Linked DNA regions of Mus musculus: all the other regions are linked to region 1. A link is a contact called in public promoter capture Hi-C data. All regions are on one chromosome and are shown on one strand. The core of a region is the stretch at or near the end of the contact, and the rest is flanking DNA. Distances in the headings are between cores, read along the strand shown. Region 1 holds the start of Tubgcp6 (tubulin, gamma complex associated protein 6). Region 2 has its middle 4.1 kb from the start of Gm38643. Region 3 holds the start of Sbf1 (SET binding factor 1).

Region 1 (3,281 bases), core at 438-2,937:
CTTAACAAAATTTACAAGTAATAAAATACAAGAGAAAATGATAATTTATTCAATGACGTGGAGGTGGGTTGGGGAAACCCATGTTACAGGTGAGGGGGTATACAAAGCATGCACACCAGGTATCTTTGAAATGATGTGGCTTCTACAACTTAAGGGCAGACTTTCTTTTGGATGGGGGGTGTTGTTTGTTTTGTTTTGCTTTTTGAGACATGGTTTCTCTGTGTAGCCCTGGCTGTCCTGGAACTCACTCTGTAGATCAGGCTGACTTCGAACTCAGAAATCCGCCTGCCTCTGCCTCCCAAGTGCTGGGATTAAAGGTGTGTACCACCACTGCCTCTCTTCATTTTAATTAATCTGATTTCTGAACTAACAGCACTAGAGAAGTGACTTAACAAGAAGCTCTTGAGGAACAGGATGGGAAAGGTGCACGTTGTGTTTTGCTTACTGGTGAGCAGCTAGGACATTCCTGTGCAAAAGGATGCCAGCAAATCCTCCCCAACACCTCTACATCATGACTGTCTGCTCACCTGAGGCTTGGACAGAAGCTTGCCAACAGTACCAGGTAAAAGAATTTTCCAAACCTCTAGGGTTACTGAAAGGGAAAGAAATACTACCTTGATGGCTAGTCCAGAGAAGTCCGCGCTGTCTGGCACAGGTGGTAGGTCCAGTCGCACATCCATGTCATAGGTGCGGCTATGCACAAGTGCACCAAAGAGGGAGACCCTGGTGTCTCTCTCAAACCTGTCACCACAAGAGTCACCAATTGAGAAGAGCCCAACGGTGGGCAGGCCAGTGCCTGGGGCAGCCTCCATCACCTGAAGCGCTTCCTGGACCGTGTGATGACACAAATTCTCCTCCCCAGAGATAAATGACCGAACGTCCATTTCAAACACACTCAAGTCATAGCAATCGTAGCCGCTGTAGGGTATGTTTCGGCCTGCATGCTTGTTGTTAAAGAAGTAATCCCGTTTTCTACGCAGCACTTGAGGGGGGCCACTTCCTGCCAGCTGAACTAAGAGGTCCAACACTGATGCTACCTCCACAAAAGGACAGTCAGGGGCTGCTTCAAGTTTCTCCACGAGCTCCTCCAAACGGTCAGCCTCTGGCCCCAAGCCCCCCACCCTCAAATCGAAGGACAGCATGAGGACCTTGTTTTTCACGGGGAGCTTCGACGAGTCGGGCTGCCGTTGATGGGTGTCCTCTTGAAAAAGATTTGCGAAAAGGGCATTGTAGGCCACCCTCTTAAGGCTCCGCTTCGCCCTCTTCCTGTTCACACTGCGCTGGCCGGGGCGAGCTTGGGCAGCAGGTAAGAGAGCCTCGCAGAGGTCATCGAACAGCTGGGTGATGCTGGCCATAGTCACTCTCTTTTCAGCCCAGGACCCTCCTGACTGGTAAACTTTGCACCTAGGAGTCACTTCATGCTCTCAAAGGCCAAAGCTCACCGTAGGTGAGCCAGGCTCAAAAAGCGGACCGCCCGTGGCTCCACACCCGGCAACCCGGCATCCGCGTCTCAGGTTTCGCACTGCAAGAGGCCACACGCCGCGACCCTAACAGCCCTCAGCCTCCACCTGGCGCTCGTCCTCGGCTCTCCCGGACCATGACAAGTTTACCGACCGAATGCGTACGCCCCATGACCAGCCTGCAAGCCCGGGACGCCCGAACTGGGACTCCCGCCGCTCTGGCGTCACACCCACGCGACGGCAGACAACACCAGGAGACGCACGGGAAATACGTCATCAGGCCCGCCCTAAGTGGGCGAGGCCTCAGCCTCAGCTTTCAGAGCTAGAACCTAGCATCTTGGATAATTTGATGGGAGTGAACTCAGTAACGGAGACAGAGATGTGTTGTGTTTGGCCGATGTTTATTGTTCTGGAGGTAGAGGACGCCTGGGCCGCAGACGGGACGTAGGTCTCGGGCCATGGTTCGCTGGGGCCCGAGTGTGCTATTTTTCACGTGTGAATCGCCCACCTTGACCGATTTCAAGCGACTGGCAATCACTGTTATTATGGTGGAGGAGCTGGAAAAGCAAAGTTGACTCGTTGGTGAAGCTGGCTCCACGTAGTTCTAACGTAGGGCGTCGCCTTTGCCCCTGTGTGCCTCACCAGCCACCTGCAGCAATTTCCAGCGAGCCTCCAGCCGAGCTTTTAGAAACATCAGAGCCTGGATCTCCTCTGGAGTGGCCTTCGAGAAAGGACCCAGACTGGGAGGTGTTTCTCCATGCAATGCCTGCGCCAGGCTCCTTGCAAGCAGGCGTATGGATTCCTGGCTCGGAGAGAGTGGGGTTTGGGCGCCGCAATGAGACAGTTGTTTCTGCCCACCTTCCACCCATATAACGTAGCCACCCTACCCAGTTTACCTCTTCCACTACAGCTAGAATTCGGCCCCCTACTGGGCTCCGAAGCATTGCAGCCAAGAGAGCAGCTTGAGCGTTCTGCAGGCCATGGGCAGGCCCCAGTGCCATCAACACCATATCAGGCTGGAAACCATAGGCCAAGGGCAGTACCAGACCCAGAATGAGGCTCAGAAACCCTCCAGTTGTCTGTAGGGACAATAGCAGAGCCTCAGACTCTCATCTAAAGGGCACTGCTAGTGGCTCCTGTCGCCCACCCCACCCCCAATCTCAGGGACCCTGGGTTGTGAACAGGAACCCCCAGAGAGACCGGCGGGGGGGGGGGGGCGGAGAAGCTCTCCAACCCCAACACAGCCACTCACCTGTGGCAGTGGAGTGGAGAAGTGGAACATGGACTGGATGGCTGCATCCTTGCCCCGGATGTTGAGCCACAGAATTCTCCTTCTCAAGAGAAAGCACCAGGGCCATAGACACATAATGCAGGAGACCCTGCTCACCCTTCCCAGGGCTTATCAATAAAAGACAGAGGAGAGCTTGGGGCCAGGGGGGTGGGGGCGTAAGTGACTGTCAACCTGGTATGGCACTGTGTTCTGGGGCATCCACTCTCAAACTGCACCTATGGGAAGCAGTGTTCTCACCCAACGGTGACCCTGGATTCCCAGTCACATGCCCACTACCTGTCCATGCACAACTGAGATGTATAAGCTAGAGAATCATACCCATCATCTGCAAGGTCCAGGGGTCGATCCAGTTGTCCCAGGGCCACACAGAGCACCCTAAGAAGTTGACCCAGGATGGGCTGGGCTCACATTGTCCAGTATCCATTTGAGGGCCCTCCCTATGCCATTGAGTGGGTACTCCCAGGTCCTTGGGGACTCAAGTCAACCAAGCAGAGTTTACCTCTGAGCTCTGCGAGCTAGGCATCGCTGAA
Region 2 (3,281 bases), core at 408-2,907, 240 kb before region 1:
GTGTATGCATGATGCATGTGTGCGGGTACATGTGCCTTGGTGCCCATGTGGCTGTCAGGGAACAACTTTGTGATATCAATTCCTTCCTCCCATCTGTATGTGGGTTTGGAGATGGATCTCAGGTCACTCTACCTACTAAGTCATCTTGCTAAAGCAAGATGCTAACACAAGATAACACCAAATTGAGTAGGATTCCTTTGTTTAGATGCAGGTCTCATGTAGCTCAGGCTAGACCGGACTTTGACATATAGGTGAGGCTCAACTTTGGGGGGCTCATAATTCTCCTGCCTCCTGCTTCCACTTTCCAAGTGCTATGTGTATACCACCATGCTTGTTTCTAGTAGGATCTTTAGCGAAAACATAGATAAACTGATTCTAAAATGTACATGGGAGGAACAGAACTAGAAAAACTAAAATTGTAGTGGTAGGAATAAGAGTGACCTTAAAAACTTATAATTTGAATGCTTAGTCATTAGGGCACTACTTGAGAAGGATTAGGAGGTGTGGCATTGTTGGAGGAAGTGTGTCACTGAGGGAGGGCTTTGATGTTTCAAAGCCCAAGCCAGGTCCAGAGGCTCTCTCTCCCTGCTGCCTGCTGCTCTGGATGTAAAACTCTCAGCTGCCATGTCTGCCTGAATGCCACCATGAGGACAATGGACTAAGCCTCCGAAACTCTAAGCAAGCCCCAATTAAACACTTTCTTTTATAAGAATTGCCTGGCTCATGGTGTCTCTTCACAGCAATAGAACACTGACTAAGACAAACACCAGGTCTGAGCTAGCAGGCTGCCATGGTGGGAGTTGAGCCTGCAATCCCGGCACCCAGAGGCAGAAGGAACACGCCAAATTTGTCTAGGTCTACACGGTGAGTTTTATGCCAGTCAGAGATTCACAGTGAGGCCTTGTCTTTAAAAGATAGTGGTAGGTCTCACTCTGCCTTATTCGTCAGCATGTGGGGTGAAAGGGAAAATGACGGGTGCGAAGATCAGCAGAGCAGGAGAGATGGTCTGGAAACAGCACGGAGGGAATGTAGGTCTAGCCTCCGTACACATGCACGCAAGTGCATGCTAGAGAGGAAGGGCTGAAGGGAAAGGCAAGGCGAGCTTGCTGGGAGTAGACACAGGTCTGCACATACACAGATGCAAGAGACCTAACTCCTTCAGGTATGGAAACCAGAGAACCCAGATGTGAATCGCCAGGAAGCCCAAGCTCAGAGGCTTGCAAACCCTCATGGGGGTCACACACACACGGGGTCACCCATCAAGAATCAGAATCAGAGTAAACAATGAGGAAGAGAGGTGAGCCCGCAGCTTCCCTGGGTGTCTGAGTGAGCTCTTTGCAGTTGGAGGTCCTTTCCCTAGTGAAATAAGCTGGGGTGGTGGGGTATCAACAGGGGGTTATCAGATGCTCAGCTCCTGGGAACTTGAGGCAGAAATCAGACTTCTAAGTTTCACCTGGCCTCAAGCCCTGAGGTTGTATTCCTGGCTGCCTTCCTTAATCACGAAGCTTGAGGCCCAGGGGAGACTTTGCCCTTCCCCCTATAGCAGATGTGACCCCTTTCCCTGGCCCAGAGGGTTCAGGAGCCAAACCCTGTCTGCTCCCTGGCGACAGTCACCTCCTCTGTGCTCCCAGGATGAGTCTCAGGTCGCAGGAACCGCCCCGCAGCTGCTGCTGGTCCCCACCTGTGCACTACAGCCCCAGGGGAACTGTGAACCTGCTCCAGTAGGCCCGGAGGACAGGGACACGGTGGAAACCAGACCTCCGTTTGGGAGGTGTGGGGCCAGGGATGTGTTTGTGCCAGCTCCTGGCTGGTCCCCCGGGGGGGGGGGGCGCTTCTGCTTGGAGCCAGGATGCACCTGCCCAAGAAACTATGGTTTCACAGGGAGGTAGGTGATCTAATTCACTCCATCCCAGAGTATCCCAGATGCCCTTTTTAAAGGTCACTTTACCTTGATCCAGGCGAGGAGTACCTCGCCTACCTTCTCTCTCCCACATCGCAGTGGCTTACACTCTCGCTGAGTCACCCTTTCTCCTCAAAGCCAGTTCTTACATCCTACACGTGGCCCTGCAACCTCCAGGTGCTGTGCTCATGCGCGGCCCCACCCGCAGCCTCAGAACAGCTTCCACCTCTCTGCCATCTCCTAGGCCCAATCATTGGGTCGGCTCACATCCCCACCGCCTCTCCATGTGCTCCGTGATCTCTGTGTCTTGTCCTTACACATTCTTGGAGCCAATGAAACGCAAAACTATGCTTACTGTCATTTACGTGGCACGGGTCGGGGGCGGTTTGCTGGGTAGAGGACCGGGGATTCACACCAAACGAGACAATCCGCAGCCTTACAAAGCAATGTTTAAACGGAATCAGGGCAGAGCTTTAGAAAAAAAGCAATTCCAATCTATTAACTTTCAACATAATAAGCAGCAGTTTAAAACCACCATTAAAATAACCAGAATTCTAATTGGAAGACGTATTGATTCAGGATGACTCCAGAAGAGTCTGGGAGCTAGACCAGGAGCAGGCTCACAGGGACATGGTCCTCCATCCTGCCTGAAGACTGAGCCGACTCTCGCCTTCTGCTAGCCCTACAGCCCGGACTCCCAGAAGCTCCGGGTTTCTATGCCCTTTCCACCCTCCCCAGTCCTCACCAGGTGGCATCTTCGCAAAGCTCCACTTGGCAGGATGTGTCTTCACTCCACTTGCCTGTCAGCACCAGGACACAGCCTGACTACTCCTTGTTTTGGGTTCTTTGCGCTCAGGCCTGGCCAACCTGGCTCTCTGGGCTGGCGGTTGGGGCCCAGGAGCCCTCATTGGGGTTTTTGCCCAACAGCGCTTCCCATAGTGCCAAGACCGGATTCCTTGGCCTTCCTGCCTGTACTTCGGGAACCCTTTGTTCCAACGATGGGTTGAGATGTCTCCCAGGTGTTTTAATCAAAGGCCCAGGCTCTTCCTGGCTTCTCTTCCTCTCACTGAACTTGGAGTTGAAAAAAAGTGACATCAAGCTGGGGCAAGGGGTGTGTGTGTGTGTGTGTGGGGTGGGGTAAGGGTGTGGTTAGCACAGACCATTAATTCTAACACTTGGGAGGCAGAGACAGTTGGGAGGCAGAGACAGGAGGATCACTGTTAATTGGAGACCAGCCTGTTTTACATATTGAGTTCCAGGACAAACAAGGCTATACAGAGTGACCATGTCTCAATGGGGAACTCCCCCTCAAAAAAAAAAAAAGCTACATTAAAATCAACACGTGAAAAAAAGCCAACTTGCCGGAGGAAGCCTGGAAGCC
Region 3 (3,281 bases), core at 313-2,812, 190 kb after region 1:
TGGTCTCTGCCTTTGAGAACTCCCTCTTTGGAGGGAAAGACAGATGCTCGGGACTGAGTGCCAAAAGATATAGACTTGAATACATGAGAGCAGAAAGAAGCGAGGGTACTGAACAGATCTGAAGACAGAGGTGGTGGTGGTGGTGGTGGTGGTGGTGGTGGTGTTTTCCAGTGCATACAGGGTCCATCATGTGGACATTAAACAAAGGAACAGTCCTAGTGGAGACTTAGCAAGAAGAAAGGCAAAGAAGAAAGTTTGGGTCCTGAATGGTGACAGTGACAGCTGGTCTGAGAAGCAGCAGAATAACTGTGTGGAATAGATAACTGGAACACGGTAGGAAGCATTACATCTAGGGATTAAGGGGCTACCTCATCTGGCCACAGTTGTCCCTAAGATACCGCCCCTCTGCAGGTGGACTCTGACAGCCAGAGTACAAGTCCCAGCCTCCATTCCAGACCCACACACTCAACTTCTCTATGCCAGATTCTATGCTGAAGATAGGGCAACAGCAAGGCAATCTCAGTGGGCTATTGGGAGAAATGAGATCATACACACAAAGGGTTGTGCAGGGCCTGGCACACTGAGGACTCCAGCCAACACCCCCCAACACTGTTGTCTCCATGGCTGTGGTTGATGTCACTGTCAGGCTCCGTTTTCTCCTACCCCCAGGACTGAAGGGCTCTCAGACACAGGTGCTGACTCCAGATCAGGGCCTCCTAGATCACCACACTGATCCCCCGCTGAGGGGCCTGGCTTAGAGGCTTGAACACCAGGAATGCTCTCCTCCAAGTGTGACACTTTCGTCTGAAGTCCGGCTCCATACCACCGACGAACCCCTCCCCCTCCACTGCACCCCATCAAGCGGTGCTTGAGGCTTCAGACCTAGCACTGGGTCAGAGAAGCTGGAAGACGAAAACGTTCCGCCCCCCTCTCTGAAATTCCCAGACCCAGCCACCGGCAGGCGGCCAAGGCGGGGTGAGCCCATCCCACCCAACTTGGAATCGGGGAGACCGAACTGCAGCAGGGTCCTCCAGCCTCCCACGCCCGAGCGACACGCCCCTGCCCACCTCGGAACAGCGACGCAGGTGCCCAGGTGTAGGAGGGATGTTTCTTACACAGGCCATGTCGTCCGGGGTCCTCGCGGGTTGCCCCGACGCCACCGTGGCCAATAACTACGGAGGCCTCTTTTCGAGAGCCCCGAGAGCTCGGCCCCAACTCCTGACCCTGCCTCCGGCCGGGTCTTCTTAGCTTCGAGTCCTCAGTCCCAGTCCCTCAGTCCCCCCCAGCTCGTCCCCCTCGGCGCTGAGACTCACCGCGCGGGTGCGGCCCGAACGCCACCAGCACGAAGTAGTCCGCGAGCCGCGCCATGGCAAGGGGCGCAGGCGGGCTCCACGGCTCGAGGGTTCGATGGCGGCGCGCTCATGGCCCGGCGCTGGCCCTAAGCTGCACACTTGGGACACCCCGGGCCCGCTCCTCTGCGGCGCCGCTGACCAGGGCTTCCGCCGCCATCTTCCCAGCCAGCCGGCCCGCCCGGGCGCTTCAGGAGCCTGCGCAGTTCTGCCCCTCCCGTGTAGGCGGGACCTGGCACAGTGCGCTTCCATTGGGCCACTCCGCATGGGGCGGGTCCAGAGGGCGCTGCCCCGCCTACTACCTCATGCTCAAGGACCGGCTCAACCCTTTGGGCGGGTGAAGCTTACGGCGGCCGGGGCGGGTCAGCTACCCTGGTCCCGCGGCCGACATTTCGACCTGAAGCACCACCGGTCAGGATTAGGGCATACTTCCCCGTCGGAACTGAAGCCCCGGAATGAAGGGAGACCTGGACCTCACCCTTGGGAGAGCCTAACTCCGAGGGTCAGGGGCGTGGTCCAGCTCAGTCTGCCTGAAGCAAACCAGTGGAGCTCAGGCCTTGTCCAGCCAGTCTCCCAAACTAGAGGACCGAGCTGGGGGATGGAGGAGTGTCATGGCTTCGCCACTCACCCTGCCAATCTTATGGTGGCCAAGGGAAAGACTTTACAGGCTTTTTTTTTTTAAGTTCCTAGTGCAAAAAGGGGCAGCTAGATATTTCACCATTGGATGGATGGGATATCCAACACCTGCATTTAAAAAAAAAAAAAAAAAAGTTCCAGCTTGAGTCACCTTCCTGCGAAGTTGGATCGCCCTGGAGGTCAGGGGGTTGGCCAGGCCTCTTGCAGTAATACAGGAATGGACACTTGTAGGAGAGGCAAGGTCCTTGACCAGGAGATTAAAGGGGGAGGACTAGGCTTGCTTGTTGATGAGTTTAGTTTTCTGTGAGAACTGAAAGACAAGCCACCTATTAGCATCGTGTTCCCTCCACCTGCAAGATCTGGAGAATGAATGAAAGCAATCTCAGGAGAGACGAGTCCAGTCGTCAGTGTACGTGTATAAAGAGTCTCGGCCCTTGAGAAGCTGAAGCAGGTCGTTCATGAATTCCAGTCCAGTCTCCTTGGCTTCATCAGGAAACCATGTGTCCAAAAAACAGGAGATATAAGGGCCTTTCTGGAGAGATAGTTTAGAGGTTATGGGAATCTGTGCTGGATTTGCAGCACCCTCGCCTGCAATTCTGGGTCCAGGGGGATCTGTCGCCCCCTTCTGGCCTCCGGAACGTGTTTGTGGTGGTGCGTGGACATACATGCAGGGAAAACACCCATACACATAAAGTGAAAATGTCTTTTTTAAGAGAGGGGGATGAGCTTGGTGGTCATGGTGGTGGTGGCAGCGCACGCCTTTAATTAAAGCGCTTGGGAGTCAGAAGCAGATGGAGTTTGAAGCCAGCCTGGTCTACGGAGCTAGTTCCAGAACAGCCAGGAAGCCCTGTCTTGAAAAAAATAAGATAAAATAAAAATAAATAAAAGAGGGGAAGAGGAAAAGACTGTCCTAGGAAAGTTCTGTGCACAGAGACACAAACCTAGCTCTCCTTTGCCAATGCCAGGTGAGCTGCAAAATCTTCCTTTCTGCTTAAAACCTGTGTTTGAACTTGATTGAGTTGGCTGCTTCTGTCAATCAACTAAAACTCGTCTCTATACTCGTAAGAAATGGTGGCAGGGGGCTGGAGAGATGGCTCAGAGGTTAAGAGCACTGACTGCTCTTCTGGAGGTCCTGAATTCAATTCCCAGCAACCACATGGTGGCTCACAGCCTTCTGTAATGGGATCCAATACCCTGTTCCGGTGTGTCTGAAGACAGCTACAGTGTACTCATATACATAAAATAAATAAATTTTTTTAAAAAATGGTGGCAGGCAAGTTTGACTTGGTGTCTGAA

What was found. Promoter capture Hi-C pulls out the DNA fragments that hold promoters and counts their contacts.
Region 2: a contact with region 1 is called in a promoter capture Hi-C map of embryonic stem cells. The contact joins the enhancer-like site here to the promoter of Tubgcp6 in region 1. A contact is called at or near these places in 8 of 39 promoter capture datasets (cranial neural crest, embryonic stem cells, liver and 3 more), 2 of 115 datasets of contacts at active chromatin or transcription factors (effector CD8 T cells and pancreatic cancer cells) and 3 of 9 other capture datasets (adipose tissue, liver and pancreatic islet).
Region 3: a contact with region 1 is called in a promoter capture Hi-C map of pre-B cells. The contact joins the promoter of Sbf1 here to the promoter of Tubgcp6 in region 1. A contact is called at or near these places in 20 of 39 promoter capture datasets (3T3-L1-derived adipocytes, the C10 cell line, the HPC-7 cell line and 13 more), 2 of 15 datasets of contacts at CTCF or cohesin (CD8 T cells and large pre-B cells), 15 of 484 Hi-C or Micro-C datasets (B cells, CD4 T cells, CD8 T cells and 7 more), 7 of 115 datasets of contacts at active chromatin or transcription factors (CD4 T cells, the SCID.adh cell line, cardiomyocytes and 4 more) and 4 of 9 other capture datasets (adipose tissue, embryonic stem cells, liver and 1 more).

Annotation. Positions count from the first base shown.
Region 1 is chr15:89,121,463-89,124,743 of GRCm38.p6, forward strand. Tubgcp6 (tubulin, gamma complex associated protein 6) reads right to left here and starts at 1,688. Exons shown (of 25, transcript NM_001163319.1): 1 at 615-1,688. The coding sequence starts at 1,355. Hdac10 (histone deacetylase 10) reads right to left here. Exons shown (of 20, transcript NM_199198.2): 15 at 3,251-3,281; 16 at 3,070-3,126; 17 at 2,713-2,791; 18 at 2,357-2,539; 19 at 2,103-2,262; 20 at 1,841-2,017. The coding sequence ends at 2,004.
Region 2 is chr15:88,879,789-88,883,069 of GRCm38.p6, forward strand. No RefSeq gene overlaps it. Among named protein-coding and RNA genes, the nearest start is that of Gm38643, 4.1 kb to the right of the region's middle. Within about 2 kb of position 1,658, at least 10 of the 459 cell types and tissues checked have an H3K27ac peak or open chromatin away from gene starts, as enhancers often do. A contact at or near this core is called in embryonic stem cells, where this site is marked.
Region 3 is chr15:89,313,749-89,317,029 of GRCm38.p6, forward strand. It overlaps Sbf1 (SET binding factor 1), which reads right to left and starts at 1,563. Exons shown (of 41, transcript NM_001170561.1): 1 at 1,314-1,563. The coding sequence starts at 1,368.